Regions from separate parts of the Ovis aries genome. Here region 2 is linked to region 1. Evidence: chromatin contacts called from public Hi-C data. All regions are on one chromosome and are shown on one strand. Each heading gives the region's core, a stretch centred on a gene start, on an enhancer-like site or on the middle of the called end of the contact. The rest is flanking DNA. Distances are from core to core; before and after follow the strand shown.

Region 1 (5,877 bases), core at 1,387-3,886:
TTATGTATACTGTTTGTTAAGCATTTTAAAATGTTCAAAAGAAGAAATAGTCTTCAAACCCCTTGATTAATTTCCAAGAGATAACCACTCCAACAATTTAGTATGTACAATACTTTCCAGACCTTTCTCTAGCACCCCCCCCAACAATATGTGCATATAAAAGTTAAAATTTACATCAGTAAAAATTTAGATTTTAAAATAATCATAATGATATGCTTGCCTTTGTTTTCTGATCCTGTACCTGGGCTTTTTCTTATGAGTAGTTTTCCTTTAAGAAAGACCTCTCATTTCTGCAATTGATTAATTGCTGAGTCCAAAAGGACCTTTCCTGTTGGTGTTGAACTAGGGCATGTGGTGCAGTGAATGATGCCTGAAGTTTCATGATAAGAATTCTTGCTAATTGCATTTCTTGGCAGTGAGGGTGGAGTAAGGAGAATTTAAATAATCAGAAACCTAAAGCTTCCTTTGCCAATTGAAGAGTATAGAATATTCTAAGATTTTATCTGAATAGTATTGTGATTTTTGAATTTGCTGGCTGTTCCAGGAGATGTTCACTGTTGGTGTGTTAGTGGCAAATTTTGTGAAATCACTGATTTTTTTTTTGAAAGGTAGATTCCGCTGCCCCTCCAACCCCCGCCACAGTATTACCTTAAGAGCAGCTAATTTCCCCCAGAATGAGCAATCCAAGAGACCAAGTCAGACAAAAATGCTTTTATGACCTAACCTTGGAAGGTATACAGTCACTTCTTCAGCAGGTCTGCTGTATTCATTGTGGGAGGGGAAAATGCTCAGGGGCCTCTGTAATAGGAGGTGAGGCTCCCTGGGGCCATCTTGGAGGAACCACAAGGAGTAATCAACATAGGTGGTTACCTTATCTGTTTACTTCACTGAGGTATAATTGATACCTAGTATTATTGGAGAAGGCAATGGCACCCCACTCCAGTACTCTTGCGTGGAAAATCCCATGGATGGAGGAGCCTGGTGGGCTACAGTCCATGGGGTCGCTAAGAGTTGGAGACGACTGAGTGACTTCACTTTCACTTTTCACTTTCATGCATTGGAGAAGGAAATGGCAACCCACTCCAGCGTTCTTGCCTGGAGAATCCCAGGGACAGGGGAGCCTGGTGGGCTGCCGTCCATGGGGTCACACAGAGTCGGACATGACTAAAGCGACTTAGCAGCAGCAGCAGCAGCAATATTATAATAACAGTTTTAGGTATACAATGTAGTGATTTAATATTTCTATATATATTGGGAAATGGTGACTGCAATGAGTCTAGTTAACATCCATCCACAGATGGTTACTTTAAAGCCATGAGATTAGATGAGATCACCTAGGGAATAAGAGTAGAGAGAGAAGATAGCAGGATTAAGTCAGCACTAAGAGGTCACAAAGAAGAGTCAGAGAAAGCCTCCAGGGAGGTGATGCCTTTGGGAGCCCAGTGGAGAAAATATTTCCAAAGAAGAGAAGGCTGAGAAACTACGATAATAGTTAAGAAATGATCACCAGATTTATACCTATGCAAAACCCATTTCTCCTTGGAAGTGAAGTGAAGTCGCTCAGTCGTGTCCAACTTTTTGCGACCCCATGGACTGTAGCCTACCAGGCTCCATCCATAGGATTTTCCAAGCAAGAATACAGGAGTGGGTTGCCATTCCTTCTCCAGAGGATTTTCCTGACCCAGGGATTGAACCGGGTCTCCTGCATTGCAGGCAGATGCTTTACCATCTGAGCCACCAACAAAGGAGTCTGCTTGGAGTCTCACACAATTCAGGTGTAGTTGTAAGCAAAACAGGTGTTGTTTAAAACGGTAACTATTTGCAGCCACTTTTGAGTACCAGAAAGTAGCCTCATGTATTATTTGTGGGTGATAGAGCTTGTGCAGGGAAGACCTTGATAATCTTTTTGGGTCTGAACAGTAAGGTTCTCCTAGAGTTAGATCTGGAAAGTGAGGGCTGGAGAATTGAGCTGCCATCCACAATAAAGGAAGAAGAATGGAGTATCCAAGACCGCTAGTGAATTTAAAAGAAAGTGTGACTTCAGAACGCTGCATACGAAGCGTGTCAGCTGAGAATGACCAAATAACTAACCTTCCATGGGCTTTTGCACGCAGCACTGGAATTCCTCCAGGCCTGTACGACCCTCTTCTCTCCATTCTGCTCCTCTGACACGCCTTGCTCATCAGTTCCCCTGGTTTCTCCATAGGATTTTGGTTACACACAAAAAGCAATCATAAGACAAAAATACTGAGTACTTGCTAGGTTCCAGGGACTGTTCCTACTGTTTTATGTACACTACCTCATTTAATTTTCACAAAGCCGCCCCACTATAAGAATAGGAAACTGAGGCATGCAAGAGGTTAAGTTACTTGCTATTAAGTATTAAGGTCAGAATTTGAAATCAGTCCGGCTTCAGAGATTTGGCTCTTAATCAGTAAATTTCGCTCGTGTTTTCCTTTTAGGGTTTTGAATTTGGCAACTCAGACTGAACCAGTCTGAATCACCATCTACTCAGGCTTAGACTTTGGCCATCTTCTGCCCTAGCCAAGAACTTGACATCTGTTATTGACTTGTGGGTCTGACCCACCCCAATAGAAACCCCACCCTGGGCCTTGCTGGTGCCAGATAGGAGAAAGGCCATCAAAGCAATGTGTGTTCATGTCCCTATGCCCTTTCATACATGTTTCTTCTGTTCCCTTTCTCCCTTCTCTGCCTGGTTGGTTTCTGTATGAAGTCTTTGGTTGCCTCATCACAAATTTTTCTTTTTCCTTCTAGTGTCCTTTGATCTTCTATCCACCCTGTCTCAGCTTATCACCATTCCTGGTAGATGTCTATCTCTGCCCTCAATCTCAGTTGTGAGCTTCTCCAGGCAAGGACTATACCTCTCCAGTCTGGCACACTATGAGGGTTCAATAAGAGTTTCTCGACTGAATGAAAGAAGGTGCTGGAAAATGAACAGAACAAATGTTATACCCTGCAGTGAACAATACTTTTTCTTTTTTGTAACCTTGATGGGCTGATGTAAAAAGGAAAGAACTATAAGAATCTTTTTTGTTGTTGTTAATTATTCTAAGTGCGTGCTTCTTTATTTTTTTGATGTGGACCATTTTTAAAGTCTATTGAATTTGTTACATTATTGCTTCTGTTGTTTATGTTCTGGATTTTTGGCCATGAGACATGAGGGATCTTAGCTCCTGACCGGGGATCAAACCTGCACCCCCTGCTTTTGAAGGTAAAGTCCCAACCACTGGACTGCCAGGGAAGTCCCAAGAATCTTCTTAACTTAATCTCCAGCCTCAACATCTTTAGCTCAGTGTTTATCGACTTCATCAGTAGTATTTCACAAACCTCTCTCTGTGCCCTTGACTGTATTGTTGGTGTCAAGAAGGTACACATTTCACATTATTACCATTCACCTTTTATTAAAAGTAACTTTATTAAAACAGTACTACTTGATTAAGGTGTGATGATTAAAAATATGTTCTAGGTCACTAGAATAAAGTTTATTAAAGGACTACCTCAGGTCCAGAAAGATGTAAGGCAATTTTGATTTGCTATTGAGATCCACATTTCCACAATGATTTGTAATTAAAGTTTGTTTCGAAGGCCAAGGGAAAAAAAAAAAAGACTCAAAGTTAATAGGGAATCCAAAGAAAATGAAACAAACAGAAGCAGAGATTGAACTAATATATCATCTTACTCTAAAAGGAATAATTTCTACTTCTAAATGTCTTGTTCCTAAGGAACTAATCATGGGGCAGATCTTGTGAAATTTTACATCAGTTCTTCAATTTCCTTAACTTGGGTCGAGACCACCTCACCATTCACTACTTCCTGCACAATTGTCTTGATTTTCCGGGCTTTGTTAGGGTCTAAAAATTAAACATGGAACAAACAGAGCAAAAGTCAGTGCTTCAAATATTCATCTAACATTTGTTGTTTAACTTAGGCTTCTAAATTAGGTATTCACTGATACAGTCAACGGAATTTAAACTTTCAGGTGTGACCTCTTCATTCTAAACAAAATCCATTTTATTTAATAAAATGTTTTCAGTGTTGTCTTATGTACAAATGAAAATGATTTCCTTTTTAAACACTTAAAAATTGTTTACGATTCTCACAATACCTGTTTGTAGAGTAGATTTTTTTTTCCCTTCCTGAACTTGCTGAAAGTTTTAACCCTGTGCAGACTACTCAGTTTATCTGCAGGAATGCATAAATATTTTTTCTTGGCTCCAAATACAAATATACTTCAAATATACACTGCTATAATCTTACAGATTTGGTCATTAATAGATGTGATTCTGACTTGTTCTACATGATTCCTAGGGAATCTGCATACCTTTAGAGGAATCAGTTGATGGTGTTTGAGATGTGGAGGCTGTCACATAAGAACTTTCCACCAGAGAGTCACTGTAAAGAAAACAAGGGAGTTGATATCACATGATGCTTTCTGGAATGAGAAGGAAGAAGGAATTTGCTGTTTGGGCTTTTAAAGTGGCCAATGAGAGAAGGTATTCTAAATTTCTTGATTAAGAATGATGGAGTGATGCATCCTGAGAGTAATCAGTGGTGCAGCTACCTTTGTTTTCAAACCCTGTCTAAAAAGGGTTCTTGAAGTGAAGCCAACTGACAATTAATGGAAGATGTGGTTTCCCAATTTATGATCCTGAATTCTTCCCACCAGTCCAGGCTGCTGTTACTTTTGGAAAGTTCCCTACAGTAGTTTCAAGGTGGTTGCATGGCTGATATTTGATGTGTCGTTCTTAGCATTAAAATCAGAACTCTACTGGCCGATTGTTCTAATACACGTCTGCAGTATGCCTCTGTCTGTGGCGCCATTTTTCATCCCAGCATTTTATGAACTTTTATCAAGGAAGATAATGGTGACAACACTTTGCAAAGTGTAGAGCATTTAATAATGCTAAGGCATACTAGACATGCGAGACTCATTTGCGCCAGACTATTTGCAACCCCATGGACTGTAGCACACCAGGCTCCTCTGTCCATGGGATTTCCCAAGCAAGAATGCTGGAGTAGGTTGCCAAGTCCTCATCCAGGGGATCTTCCCCACTCAGGAATAGAACCTGCATTGAAGGTGATTCTTTACCGTGGAGCCACCTAGGAACCCCTAGGTCTTTACCAGATGTGTTCTTTTCTGTCAACTAAAGACCCCTTCCCGATTCTGTTGCCCTTAAACCGCATCTGGTGTCCACTGTTGGTCAGCCATTGAGGTTATTTTCAATCCCAGTTATCTATTTACCCTTGGGCCTCGCCGTCCAGTAGGCGGCGGTAGGTCTCGATTTCCAGCTCCAGGCGAGCCTTGACGTTCAGCAGCCGCTGGTAGTCGGCGCTCTGGCGCTCGGCGTCGGCGCGCACCTGCAGCAGCTGCTCCTCCAGGCTGCCGATGAGCTGCTGCACCTGGGACAGCTGGCTGCAGTAGTCGCCCTCGGTTTCAGCCAGCGAGTCATCCAGGGATTTCTTCTGCACGTGGGAGAGAAACGGCACAAACGTAACAATGGAGGGCACCGAAATGCGGAAGGCTGCCAATGGCCCGTCTTACTCATTTGGATGCATCTCTTGGCACGCGCCCTACCATGGCGAGCTGGGACTGGAGCTCGATCTCCAGGTTTTGAAGCGCGCGCCGCAGGTCGGTGACCTCGCTCTTGCTGGACTGAAGCTGCTCCGTGTTACTGCTGATTTCCTTCCTGAGCTCCCCGCTCTGCCGCAACAAAGAGGGGTGAGGGGACGTGAGTCAGCCCTGCTCCCCTTTAATACAAGCGTATCCACACCTTTTGCTTTTGTTCCGTTCGGTTCAATCGCTCAGTCATGTCCGACTCTTTGCGACCCCATGAATCGCAGCAAGCCAGGCCTCCC
Region 2 (6,623 bases), core at 1,736-4,235, 820 kb after region 1:
AGGGTCTTCTCATAACCACCCCCCTGAAACCTTCCCACAGCCCAGCTGGCCCAGGAGGGCTTTCTTGCTCAGACCCACACTCTTAAGAGTCCCTTGGACAGCAAGGAGATCAAACCAGTCAATCCAAAAGAACTCAGTCCTGAATATTCATTGGAAGGACTGATGTTGAAGCTGAAAGCTCCAATACTTTGGCCACCTGATGGGAAGAACTGATTCATTGGAAAAGACCCTGATGCTGGGAAAGATTGAAGGCGGGAGGAGAAGGGGACGACAGAGGATGAGAAAGTTGGATAGCATCACTGACTCGATGGACATGAGTTTGGGAGACGGTGAAGGACATGGGAAGCCTGGAGTGCTGCAGTCCATGGGGTCACAAAGAGTCAGACACGACTTAGCGACTGAACAATAACACTCTTCCCTGTGACCCACCTGACCCGTCTCTACCTTCTGCTTGCTACCAAGTCTAAGGGGCTGGGGCCACACTATCCAAGGCTGCTGGGCGACAGCCCTGGCTCCCCCGAGCTTGAAAAGGGAGGGAAGGGTCTCTAAGCTCAGGGGCCCTGCTGCCGCCTCCCCCTGCCTGTCTTCCCACCTTCCCCTCCCCAGGCTTCTCCCCAGCCAGGCATGCAGGCCCAGGGTGGGGTGCGGCCTTGGCAGGACAAAGAGTCTCTATTGTCAGGTGTTGTGCCTCGGTTACCAAGGAGGGAGGCTGGGGCTGGCTCCGCGCCTTGTTTGGGCCCCAGGCTGAACGCGAGGGTGGGGAGGGAAGGCAGAGGATTTGGGGTGTGGAGCTCAGGCCCTGCTCCCAGCGCCTGCGGGCAGGGAGGGCCCGCTGGGACTTGCAGCCACCTGGGCCAATTCAGACTTGCCTCCGCCCTAGCTTTCTGCTGGCTCTGGGACACGCCAGCCAGGTGGAGCCAGCTGGGGGCAGGGGCCCCAGCACCGCAGACACTGGCATGTCCTGATGCCCAGGACTGACTCTGTACCATCCAGCACTCGGGCCAGCCCTGGGAGAGGGTCCCAGGACTCTGGGTCAAGTCACCACCTCTCTTGGATCTCAGTTTCCTCATCTGTCAGAAACTGGCCTAGGTGGTCCCTGAGAAGGCTCCCTCGTTCTGTTTGTCCACCAGGAGCTGAGCTGGCTTGAACCAGGGGTACACGAGCAGGGCTGTGGGCAAGGGACTCACAGCTGGCAGGGAGGCCCTGTTTCCGAGGGCTTCCTATACAACTGCTTAGGCCACTGCCTGGCCCAGGGCTGGCACCCCCAAGTGCCAGCGGGTGGCTGAAGACTGAAGCCCAGGGCTGTGCTCAGGAGTGGTGTCAGAGGGGAGGGGGCCCCCTGGCCTCTAGTCTGAGGGCCGGGGCTACCCTTTCTCCCTCTCCCAGCAATGGCCAAGCAACCGCCCAAAGAATCCTGCCCTGACCTTCAGTGACTCCTCCCCAGCCCCTGCCCCGCAGACAAAGGGCAGCTTCGACCATTAGAACGGGAGCACTGACCATGTGCTCGTGAGGATTTCCAGGGCAGCGGAACGACACACGGTTTTGGAAATCCTGAAACACATGCTCAGATGCGCATGACTGTGTGCCTGGCTCTGTGCTGGAGGTTGGGAGGCTGGACCGAGGCCCCACAGCCTGGCGCAGGAGGCTGTGGGCATCGTGGACGGCCCATGGGGCCAGGGCAGGGCAGGTTTCAGGGGAAGCGGGAGGAGAAGCTGAGGACGGAGAGGGAGGGGAAGGGGCCTAAGGATGTGGATAGACAGCCATGCCAAAAAGAACACGATGAGTGTGGCATTTGGAGGTGAGGGTGTGAAAGTGAGGCCAAGAGACCAGCAGGCAGGTGAGGAGCTGGTCTCCAAGGGCTTGTGACCAGGCTGAGATACTGAGAGTGGGGGGCATCGCAGGGGGAGGGGAAGGACCTGACCTCAGGAGGGAGGGACCCATGTTCCCTCAAGCAGACACCTTCTGGGGGCCCTGACCCAGGCTCTGGACACTCCCCTGCCCCGGAAATCCCAAAACCTAGGCCTTTGCTTTGGATAAACACATGAGCTAATGCCCTTCTAATCCAGACCTGCCCTCCAAAGCCTGAAGTTTGCAAAACAGAGAAAAGAGGCTTGTTCATGCAAGTGTGCCAGCTGCTGGGCACTGGGCTGCTGGGAGGGGGGGACGTACACGCAGGGCTGACCTAGCTGGAGGCAGAGGGTCGTGGGCAGGGATACCCCCTAGGCTGGAGGGGGAGCCTCATTCAGATGCCCCAGGGCTAGGGTCCGGGGTGTGGTCAGTGCAGGGGGCTGGGTCCCCAGGGAGTGGAGGCCCCCCAGCAGCAGCTGCTCTGCTTTGCTGCTGGCACAAAGAATCCTGAAGAAGCCAGACGTCTGCCCACTTAGGAAGCTGGAACTCAGGATTTGACTGAAAAGCCTCCCGATCTTTTAAATGTAGAAACTATTATAGCAAAATAACATTCTGGGCAGTTCAAACACAGCATGGATGTGAGAGAGTTCCAGGGGCCTGAAGGACAATGGAACCCAATGGCCTCCTTGACCAAGCAGTCCACTGAGGCCCAGAGAGGGAACGGGCCTGCAGACAAGGATCAAGTTGGGCCAAACCCAGGCCCCTGACTCTCCCAAGCTCACCCTAGCACCCCCAGCCACCTCCCAGGGAATCCCAGGAACAGCAGCACAGACCTTCCCACCACTCACCTGACCCTACCACACAGACCCCAGCCCCTTGAGGGGGAGGAGCTGTGCCCCTCACTAACCACCCCCCAGCCTGCCTTGGCACCCTGCCCTGCTGGGTCCCAAGATGCCCCATACTCTTCAGACCTCAGAGCTGCAGAATTGTTCTCCCACCTATAGACAAGGGAAACTGAAGCTAGAGAGGCCAGACCACTGCCCAGTTTTCCTCAGTGACAAGTTCCAGGCAGTAGGGAGGGGGCTCTATGCCAGCCTGCAGGAATCTGCAACTTGGGCCCCACTGGGAGGGCTGACTTGCAGGGTGGGGAGAGCAGGGGTGAGTCAGAGGCAGAGCTGGGCAGGTTCAGAGCGGCCCGAGCACAGGGCCAAGTCCAGAGAAATCAGAGACTCCCTGTGCCTGAAACGGGGGCTCTGCAGGGGCCCGGACACCCTGAAGGTGAGGGGTGAACATACCAGACAGGAGGAGGTGCCAACCCCAGCTAGTGGGAGCAGCAGCAAGAAGCTGGGGTGCTGAGGACCCAGAATGGCAGCGGCCCCCCATGCCAGGGACCCCTCTCTCCCTTCTGGCACTTTCTGCCCTCCCCACCCTTAGCCCACTTCTAACCCTGGGCCACAGCCAGGTGTGTTAATGCTGGCCTTCTTGGGGGGCAGCAGTAAGAAGAAATACCCCACACACACATTGTCTGGTGCCCTAAGGCCTTGGAGGTCACCCCAAGAATGTTGAGGAATCACGTTCATGCTGAGATGTTCCACACCTGCTCTGTGCAGGTCCCAGGCTAGGAGACACGGATGAATGGCCATGGGCCTGATGTCAGGGAGCCCCAGCCCACAGGAAGAGTGGGAACCAAAACCCCATGGAGCAGCCAGGGCCTTACCAGCTGCCAATGGGAAGAGGAGCATTCCTAGTGGCTAATATGCACAGGATTCTTCTAGACATTCAATCTGGTCTTCTTTCAAAAAAAAATACACATACAGAGCAGGTCATAAAATAACCCCTCCATGTGCTATTATCACACATTAAAATTACCCTGTTAATAGATAAAATGCAAATAGAACTCAATGAAAACTTTCCTTTCTTAAAGACATGTGAAAAGCAAAGTTCGAGGATTTAGAATGCTAGACATCCCAAAATATAGACTTTCTTTAAAAGCTTTTTTTTATTATTATTATTTTTAACTTTACAATATTGTATTAGTTTTGCCATACATCAACATAAATCCACCACGGGTGTACACGTGTTCCCAATCCTGAACCCCTCCCACCTCCCTCCCCATACCATTCCTCTGGGTCATCTAAGAAACAAAGCGCCAGTCTAGGTTCAATGCAGGATACAAAAGCTTTTTTTTTTTAATGTGGAGCATTTTTTAAGTCCTTGTGGAATTTGTTACAATATCACTTCTGTTTTACCTTTTGGTTTTTTGGCCATGGAGTATGCGGGATCTTAGTTCCCCAACCAGAGATCGAACCCACAACGCCTGCATTGGAAGGTGAAGTCTTAACCACTGAACCTCCAGGGAAGACCTTAGACATATTTTTAATATAAATAATCAGAGGGACAGACATAGTGTAGATGCTTAGTCCAAAAAGTGAACTTTTCTAAATTATATTATTGCCATACTTCTTACATGGTAAATGTAAAATAAATATTGAGTAAATCAGTTAAAAAAAATGTAGAGGAATGAAAGAAAGAAAAATGCACGTATAATCTCTGTGCAGCTCAGTGAATTTTCACAAAGTGAAACCAGCACCTGTATAACCAGCACCCGTATAACCGGCACCCAGATAACAAAACAATTTGAACATCTCCCAGAGCCCCCCACCATCCATCCCATGCTCTCTTCCAAGTACTAACCCCCCCACCCCAGGTAGGCATTACTAACAGCAGAGACTCATAGGACTGCTTTTGCGCTTCACATGATTGGGCTCATAATACAGCTCCCTTTATGTTTACTTGCTCAACATTATGTCTGCAAGGTCCTCTCACTGCTGGAGAGAATCCTGCTGTCTGAACACATGTGTGTGGGACTGCGACAGAGCATGGGAAAGGGCATTCAAAGCGGGGGAACCTGGTGGGGAGGCAGGGCGAAGGTAAGGAGGTGAGAAACAGCCCTGGGGGAATTTGAGGGGGAGGAAGCCAGGGAGGTGAGAAACAGCCCTGCCCCCAGCCTTGCTCCCATAGCAAGTGTCCAGAGCTTGGAGAAACTCGCAGGCACTCATTCTGATCCAAAGAGGGTCAGTGCTTAATGCCAGACCTGCTCCCAGGATGTGCCTCAGCCAGGAGCTAGGCGTGGGTCTGCAGCCCAAGGCCTCCACAGCATCCTGGCCCTGTGTCCCATCCACTGCTCCAGATTCCAGCCTGCTCCAACCCCACCTACCACTGCCCCCCACTCCTCCACCTGCAAGAAGACGAAAGGCACCAGAGACAAAGTAACCACGAGCAAGTAATATGCAAATGAACGAGACTCCCTGTATCTCCCCGGACAGTGGCCAGCGGGAGTGAGAGCCAGACCTCCAAGCTCCAAGTGGACAGACCAACCCCTCCCACTGACTCAGTCTTCCCACTAGCGCCTGGGATACACAAGCCCCACCCCCAAACCTTTACCCCAAAGCTCTAGTCTCCTGCGCTTCCTTCACCTACTAACTCGACTCTGAGTCATGGGGGCCTGCAGTATGGTGGCCCTGAGGTGGGCTCAGCCCCTGCCTTCCAGGACACAAACACAACCAAGAGCTGGCCTCAGGATGGCGATTCTCAGCCTTGAAATCACCTGGAGACTGGGGAACTCAGCAGTTCTGGGTGTGGTCCGAGACTCTGCGTTTCTGGCCAGCTCCCAGGGGATGCTGAAGCTCCTGATCCCAAGATACACTGCAAATAGCCAGTAGTATAGAAGTGTGTACCATGATGCCCCCAGGAACACAAAGGGGGCTCGGAGAAACGCAGGCAGGAGAGCAGTTAGGAAGCAGCAGGCCAGGATCAAATCTCAGTCCTGACCTGACTCTCGGTGAGCATGTGTCTCCCCATCCCAGAGCTCACAGTCCTGAGCCAAAAGGTGCCCACGCATAACAATTGACGGGACTTGCCTGGTGGTCCAGTGGTTAAGACTCCACACTTCCAATGCAGGGGACCAGGTTCGATTCCTCGTCAGGGAACTAAAAGCCCATATACAGCAACTAGAGAAGCCGTGTGCCCCCAGGAAAAGCCCACTCAGTGCAACGAGGTCTAATAAATAGAACAACTACCACCACCCCACCAGGTTCCCGAGGCTTCAGTGAGACAGGACTTGTCCCTGAAGCCTGGCCCATTGCAAGCCCTTCATACCTGGAGACATTAAAAACATATCCAAGGTTGACTAGGAAAGTGTCCAGGAAAGCTTTTGGGGGTGCAGGAAATATTCTCTATCTTGATTGGGTGGTGGCCCCTTGGGTAAATGCATTTATCAAAACTCATCAACTCTGCACTTAAGATGGGTGAATACTTCATTCCCTCAATTAAAGTTGAATTTTTACAGAGAGCAATGAGATTGGGCCTTGTAAGGTGATAAAGACAAAGATTTCATTAGGAGGAGGCAACTGCCCAGGTAGAGGCATGGAAGTGGGAAAAATGCAGCCACGGCCACAGGGAGGAGGGGAGGAGAGGGATCCCCTTAACTGACCACTTCTGCAAGGGGTTTAGGAGACCCAGGGCCAAAACTGGGAGGAGAATGTCCTGCCAAGTCCTCCAAGAGCTACTGAGCACCTACTGTATGCCAGGCACTGGTTTGGGACTTTACCTAGATCAGGGGTCACCCTCCCCAAGAGCTAAGAATGGCTTTTTACATTTTTTAGACTTTTTTTTTTTCAATAAAAGAACAACATATGAAAATTGGATGAAATTCAAAATTTAATGTCCACAAGTATTTATTGGAACACAGCCACACCCATGTGTTCAAGGGTTAT

The links. A called contact is a pair of places that touch in the nucleus more often than the background predicts.
Region 2: a contact with region 1 is called in a Hi-C map of tail adipose tissue, with 3 times the contacts expected there. The contact joins two enhancer-like sites. A contact is called at or near these places in 2 of 16 Hi-C or Micro-C datasets (omental adipose tissue and tail adipose tissue).

The regions. Positions count from the first base shown.
Region 1 is chr11:40,791,000-40,796,876 of ARS-UI_Ramb_v3.0, forward strand. It overlaps KRT12 (keratin 12), which reads right to left. Exons shown (of 8, transcript XM_012186076.4): 5 at 5,597-5,722; 6 at 5,264-5,484; 7 at 4,343-4,413; 8 at 3,396-3,872. The coding sequence ends at 3,775. Among named protein-coding and RNA genes, the nearest start is that of KRT12, 7.1 kb to the right of the region's middle. Within about 2 kb of position 2,637, at least 7 of the 54 cell types and tissues checked have an H3K27ac peak or open chromatin away from gene starts, as enhancers often do.
Region 2 is chr11:41,609,011-41,615,633 of ARS-UI_Ramb_v3.0, forward strand. No RefSeq gene overlaps it. Among named protein-coding and RNA genes, the nearest start is that of EIF1, 30 kb to the right of the region's middle. Within about 2 kb of position 2,986, at least 4 of the 54 cell types and tissues checked have an H3K27ac peak or open chromatin away from gene starts, as enhancers often do.